Linked DNA regions of Mus musculus: region 1 is linked to region 2. The links are chromatin contacts, called in public HiChIP or PLAC-seq maps. All regions are on one chromosome and are shown on one strand. Each heading gives the region's core, a stretch centred on a gene start, on an enhancer-like site or on the middle of the called end of the contact. The rest is flanking DNA. Distances are from core to core; before and after follow the strand shown.

Region 1 (5,788 bases), core at 3,161-5,660, 560 kb after region 2:
CAAGGTAGTAGACTCCTTTAATCCCAGCCTCAGGAGGCAGAGGCAGGTAGATCTCTATGAGTTTGAGGCCAGCCTGGTCTATATACATTTTAGGCCTGCCAAAGCTACATAGTGAGTCTGTCTTTCACCCCCATCCCAAATCCAGAACAACCCTAAAATTTGTTGTTTCTCTGAAACCCACATATAATCAAGATTTCTCCTGGGGACCCACCCCTATCCTGATCAGTTCTGCCTGGCAGTCCTGGTGGTGATGGATGACACCTGAGACAGTCCCTTCCTCCTCTCCAGACAGCACTGGATGAGGGGTTTGATGTATAGCTCATTGTGCCTCATCCATACTTCTAGCAGCCTGCCTGAGGATAGCCACCCCTCCAGGGATCCCTTGCTAGGGGTCCCATTTTGGGACAGCAGTCCCAGGCAAAGCCTCCGTTGTCCCCGAGTCTCCACCTGGATGCCCTGTGGATCGGCTCACCTTCACAGCCCACACAGACTGGTCCAGCGGGTGGAAGAGTTTGAAGCAGAAGCCGTCCTTCTTGGAGGGGCGCTCAATAAGCTCGCAGCAGTGCAGCAGCACCGTGCCCACCCACTGGCCCACCTTGGGTGTCTTGTAAATGAGCAGCACCCCTGGCTTCAGTACACACCACAGCTTCGTCCAGCTCTTCAGGGTCCCTCGGATCTGCAGGAGGATTCATGGTCAGGGTCACCCATGGGAGCTGCCCCCTGGGCCATCTGTGCAGCTTGGTGGGGGGATGAGGAGCAGAGACAAGGACTGGAGGCCCCTGGAACTGGGAGAACTATCCCAGAGCTCTGAAGTTAGTGAGGTCCTCAACAGCATCTTGACTTGGGACTCTGCAGACCTATGAGAAGCCAGCTTTATGGTGGGGTCATTAGTTACAGTAGTCAGGGTCCACTCAAACTGTGTAGTGACAAACACTTAGACTTGTCTCCCAAGTGCCATGGATTCCCCAGTCGATAGGAGTCTCTGGGAGTGGCACCTGCTTACCTTTAGGCTGTCAGCCATGATGACCACACTGGGGTCAGTCAGGGCACTGAACAGCTGCTTCGTGGCCCGCTTCTTCTCCTGCCGATAGTTCTCCTTCTGTGCCTGCAACCAGAGAATATGTGGGTCATGGAGTGCATGGACTGCCCCAGCTCCCCCATCGCCAGCAGGGCACAGGGAAAGGAGGATATAGGGGGTGTGGGCATCCCCTCCGTCGTCACCCTGGGCCAGGCCCACCTTGAGAGCATCCTTCTTGGAGACCCTGGTCGTTGGAGAGGTACATTCCTTGTCAGATCCATTGCATAGCCTGTACTCAGCCTGCAAGAGAGACAGACCATGGTGCTGGAGGTGCTAGGGTATGGTTGGGGTTGCCAGGACCAGGGCAGCAGAAAGCAGGGGTCCCAGAATGACCAAAAAACGAGACGGTGAGCTGAACACCAGCATTCACCTCTGCCTCCTGACTGTGGGGGTAATAAGAGTGACTGCCTCAGCCCTGGCAGCCGTATCTTCTCCTCCCTGACCATGATCGACTGTGCCCCTGAACTATGAGCCAAAATACATTCTCCTTCCCTTAAGGTGACTTTATCAGCCGTTTTATCCCAGCATCGAGAAAACTAACAGAGTTTTGGTGGCAGCTAGGACATGGTAGTGTCAAGTTCCTAGGCTGTATCACCCATATCTCCCACGATGATCAGAATGGACACTCCTTGGCCACCATCAAGGGCTCATCTCTAGGAGACTGTGGTAGAGAGGTTCACTGGTTCTGGGGGAGGTATGTCTCGAGGGTCAGTGCGTAGGCCAGCTACAGATGGGAGCCAAGCATCTGTACCTGGGCCCACGGCTCGCTTCTCAGACCCAGAAGAGTAATCTATAAATCATGGAGCTGGAAGGAGCCACAACCCCACACAGACAGAGAAACTGAGGTCCAGGGTGTGGAGCCTGAACATGGTCTAAAAGCCACAGTTTGGGGATGGCAAACTGTGCCCCAAACCCCACATGCCACCTGCTGATGTGTCCCTGGGTTCTACAGGTGTAATGTATGTGATCCTGGCAAGCTGACACATGCTGTTTGAACTCACTGAGAAGCTGGCCCTGGGAATGAGGCTGCACCCTACCCCCATTTCAGACCATGTGTGTTTGCCTCGGTATTACCAAGGCCCCTGATCTGTGGATGGCTGCTCCCTCCCCAACTCTGTGACAGGGTGGGAAGACAGTAGCCCTAAAGAATTCAAGTGCTGTGCCTTTGAGAACAGCTGGAAGGGGACCATTTCTAACGGAGGAGGTTACTGTTATTGAATGTCATAAGTGTCTACAGTGAGAGCAAAGGCCCAGAACTCAGCTATGGACAGAAGGCACAGTTGGGAACTGCAGCTGTGTGTGTAACTCAAAGACAACTTGCAGGAGTAAGCTCTCTCTTACAGTGTGGATTCCAGTGATTGAACTCGGGTCATCGGGCATGCTGGCAATACCTATTGAGCTGTCTCATTGGCTTATACATGCACATTAAATGCTTACATGCCTCTAATTCTAGCACTCAGGAGGCAAAAAGAGGCTGATCTCTGTGAGCTGAAGGCTAGCTTGGTCTGCATAATGAATTCCAGACCAGCCAAGGCTACCCAGTAAGAAGACCCTGTCTCAGAGACAAACAAACCAATCACAGCAAGCAGCTCAAGTCACTGGTATTACCCGAGGCTGGCACAGCAAGGCTCAGAAGCAACAATGTAGCAAATAAGAAGCCAAGCTGGGACTGAACCTGGTAGTCCCCCTTCAGAGCAGCATCCTCTTAGCTACATAGGGACATTACAGATGGCCAGAGGGAGTGCTGGGGGCTGGGGGCTGCGCAGAAGCAGTCTCGAGCTGAGAATAGTGATGAGCATGTGTCAGGTAGCAGGCCTCTAGGGACAGGCCCTGTTAGGACTCTGCGGACTGCTCCTCAGCCTGACCCGATCCTCTCTCTCCACATTTCTCTTCCTCAGTCCCCGAGTGGCCTGCCCAGAACGAGGACAGCTCTGACCACAGGGGTGGTGACATGCTCAGGGTTTAGACAGTTCAAGCTCACAGCCAGTTCTGTGGTGAGCTGTTTGTCCGAGCACCCTTGTGGGGCAGCTAACTCAGCTCCTGCTCAGACTAGCAGCTGGTGTTTGTCAAGAACTATGAAGAGATGGACAAATAACAGGATGGTTTCACTTGAAACACTAGTCTGATGGTGAGCCTAGCCTTCAGTGCCTGAGCCATGTCTTCGGCCCAATAATACTATTCACAGGAAGATAGGACTCAGTGGTTAAGAGCCCTTTAGAGGACACAGGTTCGATTCCCAGCATCTACTTTGTGGCTCACAATCCTCTGTAACTCCAGTTCCAGGAGATCTGATGCTGTCTTCTGGCCTCCTAGACTACCAGGCATGCAGGTGCTACAGAGGCAAAACATCCACACATAGAATAAGTCAATCTGATTATTTACACTATTTACAGCCGTGAGACTGACCTCTGCCGCCAGCTTTTCACCAGACTGGCCTGAACCAGCTGTGCTTGTTTTAGGCCACAGAGGAAGAAGGAAGGCAAGCCAGGGGCCTGGGGCAGAGCAGCCACTGCATCCTGGGAGGCAAGGCCAAGGCCGCTCTGAGGGAGTGGTCAAGTCAGCAGAGAGCCTGCTGGGCACTGCAGAAGGGATTCCCCCAGCAGGCTGTGCTTGGCATGTTGCCTGCACACCAGAGACCCCCAGACACTTGTGTGTCCTCATGTATCCCTGGCAACACAGGAACACTTAGGAAATGGGACGGTCCTTCAGAAGTGGGGATTTTGAAATCTTCCTGGAACTCCGCAGCCTATAAAAATGACTTAAAAGCTGAAATTGGAGACTCAGTGGGTAAAGCACTTGCCATACATGCGTGCAGGCTAGAGTTTGGATCCCTAGAAACAAGCCGTGTAAAAGCAGGGCAGATGTTGTGACCACTTGTAATCCCAACAATTGAGGGGTAGAGTCGGGATTCTGGAGTGGGCTGGCTAGCAAGACTAGCCAGAATTGTTACCAGGGAGAGATCGTGCCTCCATAAATAGAATGGAAAGCAATAGAGAACAACCTGATATCGGCTTCAGGTCTCCCCGTGCATGCACACACACCACCTATACCATGCAAACTACACATACCACACATACCTATAATAAGATAAGAAACTGTAATTGAAACAACCTCCAAATGAGAGAAAGCATTTACAAACCACACATCTGAGAAGGGCTGAGGATTCAGAATATATAAAGAACGCTTGCAACACAACAAGAAAAAAATGGACAACCCGATCAGGAGATAAGTGAAAGATTTGCAGATGCACATGATGCCATGCTGAGCTGAGTCAACCCGGAAACCGAACCACACTGAGATGCCAATCAGGAAGGCTAGAGTCAAAACAGAATAGAAACCACCAGTGCTGGCTGGGGAGGACTGAGGGAGGGCAACCTGTGTTGTGCCGGTGTTCACTAAGTGCACGGGAGTTTAACAGTTCTTCAAAAATTAAACACAGAATGTTTTAGAAGTCCATAATTGCCTTAGTACTTGGCAACTTCACAAAGGACTGTAGCCCAGATACATATGCACATGGGTACCCACAGCAGCTGTTTACTACAGCTGAAGAGTGGAAACCACCGGGAAGTGGCAGCAGAGGGGACAGCAGAGTGTGGAAGGAAGAACGAAATCTAATAGCTTGGAAGGTCTCCCTAAGCAGAGGGGCTTCCTTCTCCCCAAATAGTCCTGGCTGGCAGGAGTCCCATTTTCAGGTTCACTGGGCTATGCTAAGCACCTAATAAAACAAGAGACACAGCTGCCTGAACCCCATGCAGATAGCGGGCAGCCTGAGAGCTGACGCCTTTCCTCATCTAAGTATGGGGACCTCAGGTTCAGCCAGCACCCCGCTGTCCCTTGACCTAGGCTCCCTGCCTCCTGGCCCTCCCTCAGCCTGGCTCTTACCAGTGGCACCTTCGTGGCGGAGCCTGGGGTCTGGGGCTCTTCATCTCTGGGTTGTGATGGGCCGTTGGACTCCATGTCCCTTCCTGGAAGACAGTGGGTAGGCAGGACTCAGAGAGGCAAAAGTGCACTATAAAGGCTGCCTGGGAGGGGCAGGAAGCCACAAGAGTGGTGTGGCTCTGAGAGGTGGAGTGAGCTTCAGTAAAGGGTCCCAGGGGCTCTGGTCAGCACTCACAACCACTGAGAGGAAACAGGGGAGGAGCTAGAGGAAACAAGGGCAGTTGGGCCAGGGGTGTGTGTGTGTGTGTGTGTGTGTGTGAGAGAGAGAGAGAGAGAGAGAGAGAGAGAGAGAGAGAGAGACTTAGGCTCTTGGATCTCCAAGGAAACATGGCGCCCAGGTTCAGAGGCACAAAATACACAACTCTGGCAGTTCCATAGTCTTGCTCCAGATTAGATGAAGAGGTGGGAGGAAGGCTTGGCACCAGGACCCCTGCCTGGCCTCCCTGTTCTCTGTAGCTTAAAGGAGAGAGAGAGAGAGAGAGAGAGAGAGAGAGAGAATGAATAGTGGGGTGGTCCAAAGCCAGTCCCAAGTGTGATTTGACCGCTCTCCCTTGCTGATGCGGGTGAAGGGCCTATGATTTAGAACAGAGGCCATGAATCTGTGGTGGTGGTGGTGGTGGTGGTGGTGGTGGTGGTAACTCTTCCTGTTGAAGCTACAGGCCAGGGATGGGTATGACGGGAAGGAACAGCTGGGAGGCTGGGGGCTCTGCAAACCACTTCCCAAGAGCTCTGGGAAGGGCTGGGTGGAGCTGAGCAGTAGAGATATTCTCT
Region 2 (5,359 bases), core at 751-3,250:
GCCTCCCAAGTACAAGTCTATATATGCACTTACGTGAATGTATTCACATATGCACAGACCCATGTATTCAAATGGACACATTCCTATATATAGCTGTGTCTTCAGGTAAGTGTGTGTTTTGTCTGAGCATGTGTGAGAGTGTAAGTGGACATTTACATGTGTAATATCCATATTAGGCCTTGTGCTTGGTTTTGTGTATTCTTGTGCACTTGTGAATGAATGCATTGTATTGTGTATCTTCATGTGTAGCTATGTTCATGCCTACGTGTAGATGGTACTGTATGTTCATGTGTCAACACATGTTCACATGTGTGTGGGCCTGTGAATGCACCTACTCCATTTCTCATCTGGTAGCTCCAGACTTGGGGTGGTTACCCCAGTAATTTTTGGCTTAGGCTCCCTTTCCTGGTGGCTTCTGCTGCCTCCCTCAGGCCAGGCTCTTTCTGGGGCCTGCTTGCCATCTTGTGGCTACTTTTGGAATTGTGAACACAGATCCAACAACCCTAAAGCAAAGGCAGGCGTGGGTGGGACCCACCCCTCCTCCATTCCCTCAGTGTGAGCGGGTCCCCACTCCCAAGGCAGCCCCTCCCCAGTCTGTTCTGCTTCCCAGAAGTGGCTCTTTGTCCACCACTGTGAGGGCAGTGACCTCATTACCTCTTTTGTCCCCTTCTCGTTCCCTGGACCCTCCCTGCCCCACAACAGCTAAGAAGAGATTTTATAGGACAAAAACCTGAGTGTCCCAGACGCTCCCTGGGTGGTTTGGGATAATTTCCAATTTCTCCCTCATGGTCTTCAGAGTGTCACACATTTAAGCATACACCCCCCCCCATCTCCAAACCTCCCTTCCCTCCCCATCTCTCCCTCCCAACTGCCTCAGGACCTTTGCACAAACACTATATATATCCAGCAGGGTTGCTTTCCTACTATTAGGACTGACCTCCGGTCAACGCTGCACACTCCCTTCTGGAACTCCCCTCTGCTCTTTTCTGGGCAACCTGGATGTGATGATGGGCTTCTTTGAGTAGGCTCACATCTCTTTCACACTTTTCTACTATGCAGAGGGAGGCTCAACACCCCGGCTGCTCAGAGTGTATATATGGAGTAGGATACAGAACCCCCTTCTTTTTAAGTCTTGTTCCCAGGCATGCCCCCTAAGGATACAATGATACCCCTGAACCTCAGTGTCTCCAACTGTAAAGTATAGGGATGAAAGTATAGTTGGCTTTAGTCTTAACCTCCCCATTTGGCTTTGCCACATTATTTTAAAGCCTCTCTCTCCCTGCCGCCTCCTGTGTGTGTGTGTGCTCGAAATGCCCACAGAATCCAGAAGATAATGTGGCAGATCCCCTAGAGATGGAGTAACAGACGATTGTGAACAGCCCAACATGCGTACCCAACCAAACTTAGAACCTCTGCCAGCGTAGCAAGGGATCTTAACTGCTGAGCCATTGTCTGTCCCCAACTTTGCCATGTTCGTAAGCTGTATCCTCACATGCTAGCCTTTAGAGGCCATACCTTCCAGGATTTGAGCTGGCTGTGTCTAGTGGCTTACTTCAGAGTCATGACCATGGTGTTGGGGAAGCAGATGTGAGGCTGGCGTGTGTCCAGCCTGGACATATGGACCAGTGAAGAAGTGTATGGCTCAAAGGACCTTGTATATAGGGTGGTGATATTTTCCTAGAAGACATGATGATTGGTCAAAGGGTTAGGTAAGGAGGAGTTGTGTGCTGTTGCAGATGGCTCATGGCCTCCGAAAGGTGCATGTGTCCTAGGCCCACGCAGATATCATGGTTGTGGATTCCAGGCCTCTAGGGTGAGAATGGCTGTTGGAGCCTCAGGCTGGGGGACATAGTGTAGAATGCAGCTGCTACATGCTGTGGACGGGAGTTGGGTGAAAAACAAAGATGTTTATTTCAGCCTTTGAGCTAAGGACAGGGCAGCCTCTGACGAGCTGTGGAGACACCAGGTGGCGCTCTTGTAACACACATTCCAGCAGCCCTTGGGCCGAGCCCAGAGTGCCGAGCGCGGGAGCCCAAACCACAGCCCGCGGTGCCCCACGGGGGCCCAGGGCAAGGGAGCTCTGTGAGGGATTCTGGGAGCACATTGGGTAAATGGTGGAGAAGAAGTCACGCGAGGCTGTGTTCCCCAACCCCAGCGCCGGTACTCCTGCCTCAGCGCCTGGCTTTCGTGGTGCCAGAGCCCTGTTATCTCAGCCAGGGCCAAGGAAGCCAGGCGGCCTCCGAGGGATTAAGCATTCTGCTGAGCCAGGCATATTCTGTGGGTCTGAAAAGCTGTTCTTGGAGAAAACTGGGCCCTGCCAGGCCAGGGTCTGGCTAGAACTTTGATCAGGGGTGTTATAGGTGTGCTTGGCCTTGAAACTTGTTTGTGGCCCCAAGGAGGACACCCCCCCTCCCGCCGCCCAGCCCCCAATCCGGCCTCTGAATCTAGAGCAAGCTGTATGTACATCTGTAGACGTGGCGCACATGTGTGTGCACGCCGTGTACGTGCAAGTCTGCTGAATGTGCATGCACGCCGCCAAACCCACCCACCCCTCCTTGCAATAGGAGACCCTGGCCAGGCCCAGGTGCAGGGCTGTTTTTTGTCTCTCAAACCCCAGCTTGTTTTCAAATCCCACACAAAGACAGCTGCATTGAAAAAGTCCTAGCACACACTCCAGCTCCGTGAGCCCCACAGCCCGCATACCAGGGAACTGTCCCGCCATGCCTGCGGTTAAAACCCGTGAGCCGCGCGGCCGGAGGCCTGGGGGATGAGGTCATCTCTCCAGTTTCCTCCCTTACTGTGAGGCTCCCTGGCCCCGCAGGGGCGACCCACCTCCCTGCAGCTGGACCCTTCCTGGCCCGCCCTTGCTTTCTGTAACTCTCTTGGCAGGCCTCAGTTTCCCAGGGGCAAAATGAGATCCGGTGGGCTCTCTGAGCCCTTAAAACAGCCCTTGCTGGGTCCTACTTTCAAGTGGAACAGGGTCAGCTCCCCAGGTCCCAGACCCTCGTTCACACTCAGCAGGGCCTCACATGTTCTTGCATTCGTTTTCACACCCTTTCCTGCCAGTGGAGACTTTATTGGCGTTAAATTCAGCGCCTAGCTTCATGTCTTGGTGCTGTGTCTAGGTTTTGCTTTGGTTTAGTTTGTTTTCACGGTCTATCTGTTGTAGAGCTTGCTCTTAGCTCTCCATCTTCTGTTGCTTGGAGTCACAGCGGGTGTTCTGTTTTTTTGGCTGAGACACGCCTTGGGTTGTACCTAGTGTACCGTTGCTGCTTGCACTGTATTTGGCCATGTGTCCCACTGCCTGGTCTGTTGTTCTGTCTGAGATCTCTTATGGGGGCATTAATATCACACCTGTTAGCTGCACTCGTGAGAGTCAGTATGCTTACTCTATCCCTGTCCCTGAAGACTAGTTTGCAGCCGAGGGAAGAAGACTTCTGCAGGTTGAGTCACTGCTGCAGCAGCACAAGGTCAGGAGACCAGCAGGGAGCTTGAGTTTTCCACCACCAAGCCCAAGATCTGACTTCCTGTGGGGCCCCAGCCCCCTGCTTGGAGAGATCTAGTTCTCAGGGCTCTTTAGAGATGCTGTCCAGCTAACCGTGTACCCAGTAGTGTTGCCAGCTCTCTCCTGGGCTCCTGGGTCCTCTGAGGAAACATTGTGTCCCTCTCAGGACTAGAACTTACTTTCTTTCTTTCTTTTTTTTTTTTTTTTTTGTTTTTTGTTTTTTGTTTTTTGTTTTTCGAGACAGGGTTTCTCTGTATAGCCCCGGCTGTCCTGGAACTCACTTTGTAGACCAGGCTGGCCTCAAACTCAGAAATTCGCCTGCCTCTGCCTCCCAAGTGCTGGGATTAAAGGTGTGCTCCATCACTGCCCAGCTGGACCAGAACTTTCTACGTCCTCAGCACACAAGGTTCCTATTGCCCCAGCTGTCATTTTGCCACTTTAAAAGATATTCCCCACGAGATGCCCACCTTTTTTGATTGAGTTGTTTTCTCCTACATTCATTGAGGAAGAGAGTAGCTGTGAAGCTCCAACTGTGTTTCAGGCTGTGTGCTAATGGGACAAGGGCTTCAAGTTCCTACCCAGAACTCACACCTTGGGGTCCTGTAGACATGGAAGCCACATGCCATCTGCGTGTAGTCCCTGGAGGGCTGTTGGGGATAATGGAACAGACATGGGCTCAGCTCTGCTTGTAGCCCCCAGGGCATCCAGAGGCTTGGGGGACTTGGGGGTACTCTCCCGAACTGTTGGTGCCTCTCTCCAGGAAGACAGCTGCTCTGTGGCTTAGTCTAGGTGGGAGGATGTCACACCTAGTCTGGGGATGGGTGGGTGACATGGGTGAATGGATGGGGCTGGGCTGCTTCTAAGGACCTCAAGATCTCCAAGCTGTGCAAAAAAAGTCCCACTGGTTGGGCACAGAGCTTATATGTCCTGCTGGATTGCTAGAAATGCCTGCTATGTTGGGGCGCAGCAAAGCCTTTTGCCTCCTACCTGCCCAGCATCTTTCACATGCTGTTATGGTGCCCATGAGCTGGGGCAGGAACGGTGGGCGGATCCCAATATCTTCTCCATTTCAGCTGCTAGAGAATGTAGGGGTTGGCTGGAGTGCTGAAACCCTGCCTGCTAGGGGCTAAGAAGGGCATGGTAGCACATAGCCAGCAGGCTTGTGGACTCCTCTGTGGTTTGGTTGGTTGTTTTCCAAACCAGGATAGAGACTGTGTGGCCCTTAAAACCTACAGCACGTGTTTTATGGCCTTCGAGAAAGTTGTCCAATCCTCATTCTGTTCAGAAGGAGAATGTGCAGAATGGTGGTTGCTGGTATGCTTTATTTTATTGTTGTTGTTGTCGTTCTGAGACAACACCTTGTGTAGTTCAGAGTGGCTCCAAACTCAAAGAGCTCTACCTGCCCCTGCCTCCCTAGTGCTGAGATTGGAGGCATGTGCCACCACATCTGGCAACTTTGAATGGCCTTGAACTCCTGACCCTCTTGGTTTCTAATGATCCATGGACACTAAAATGGCACTTAAGTTGCAAATGTGTCTGGACCACATGGGTGTGCTGCACTGTCCCACACTGGTCTTTGCGGCTCAGGATGGCTTGTGGATACTTTGGTTTCACAGTGTCTTTCTTCTGTATTTCCATGTTGACACACACGACACTTGTTCTTAGTTCATGCCACTTCAGATGACTCTGCCTGGGGCCACTAGGTGGTTTTCTCTACTCCATCTGTGTCACTTTTCTCTCTCTTTAAATACATCTTGTGGGGCTTTCCAAAGATGCTGGGACTATGTCCCTGTCCCTTATCTTTAGAAAGTCAGTGTATGCTCCTAGAAGAAGGCGCTCTCCCTCGTTACTGTA

Evidence for each region. HiChIP or PLAC-seq counts read pairs in DNA pulled down with a chosen protein or histone mark.
Region 1: an H3K4me3 HiChIP or PLAC-seq map of bone marrow-derived macrophages shows a contact between it and region 2, with 4 times the contacts expected there. The contact joins two enhancer-like sites. A contact is called at or near these places in 2 of 115 datasets of contacts at active chromatin or transcription factors (astrocytes and bone marrow-derived macrophages) and 1 of 9 other capture datasets (embryonic stem cells).

Annotation. Positions count from the first base shown.
Region 1 is chr7:143,708,536-143,714,323 of GRCm38.p6, forward strand. It overlaps Osbpl5 (oxysterol binding protein-like 5), which reads right to left. Exons shown (of 22, transcript NM_001199227.1): 3 at 4,961-5,043; 4 at 1,238-1,318; 5 at 1,004-1,105; 6 at 473-676. Among named protein-coding and RNA genes, the nearest start is that of Tnfrsf23, 26 kb to the left of the region's middle. Within about 2 kb of position 4,411, at least 60 of the 459 cell types and tissues checked have an H3K27ac peak or open chromatin away from gene starts, as enhancers often do. A contact at or near this core is called in bone marrow-derived macrophages, where this site is marked.
Region 2 is chr7:143,152,036-143,157,394 of GRCm38.p6, forward strand. All of the region lies in intron 2 of Kcnq1 (potassium voltage-gated channel, subfamily Q, member 1), which reads left to right. Among named protein-coding and RNA genes, the nearest start is that of Gm28821, 14 kb to the left of the region's middle. Within about 2 kb of position 2,001, at least 105 of the 459 cell types and tissues checked have an H3K27ac peak or open chromatin away from gene starts, as enhancers often do. A contact at or near this core is called in bone marrow-derived macrophages, where this site is marked.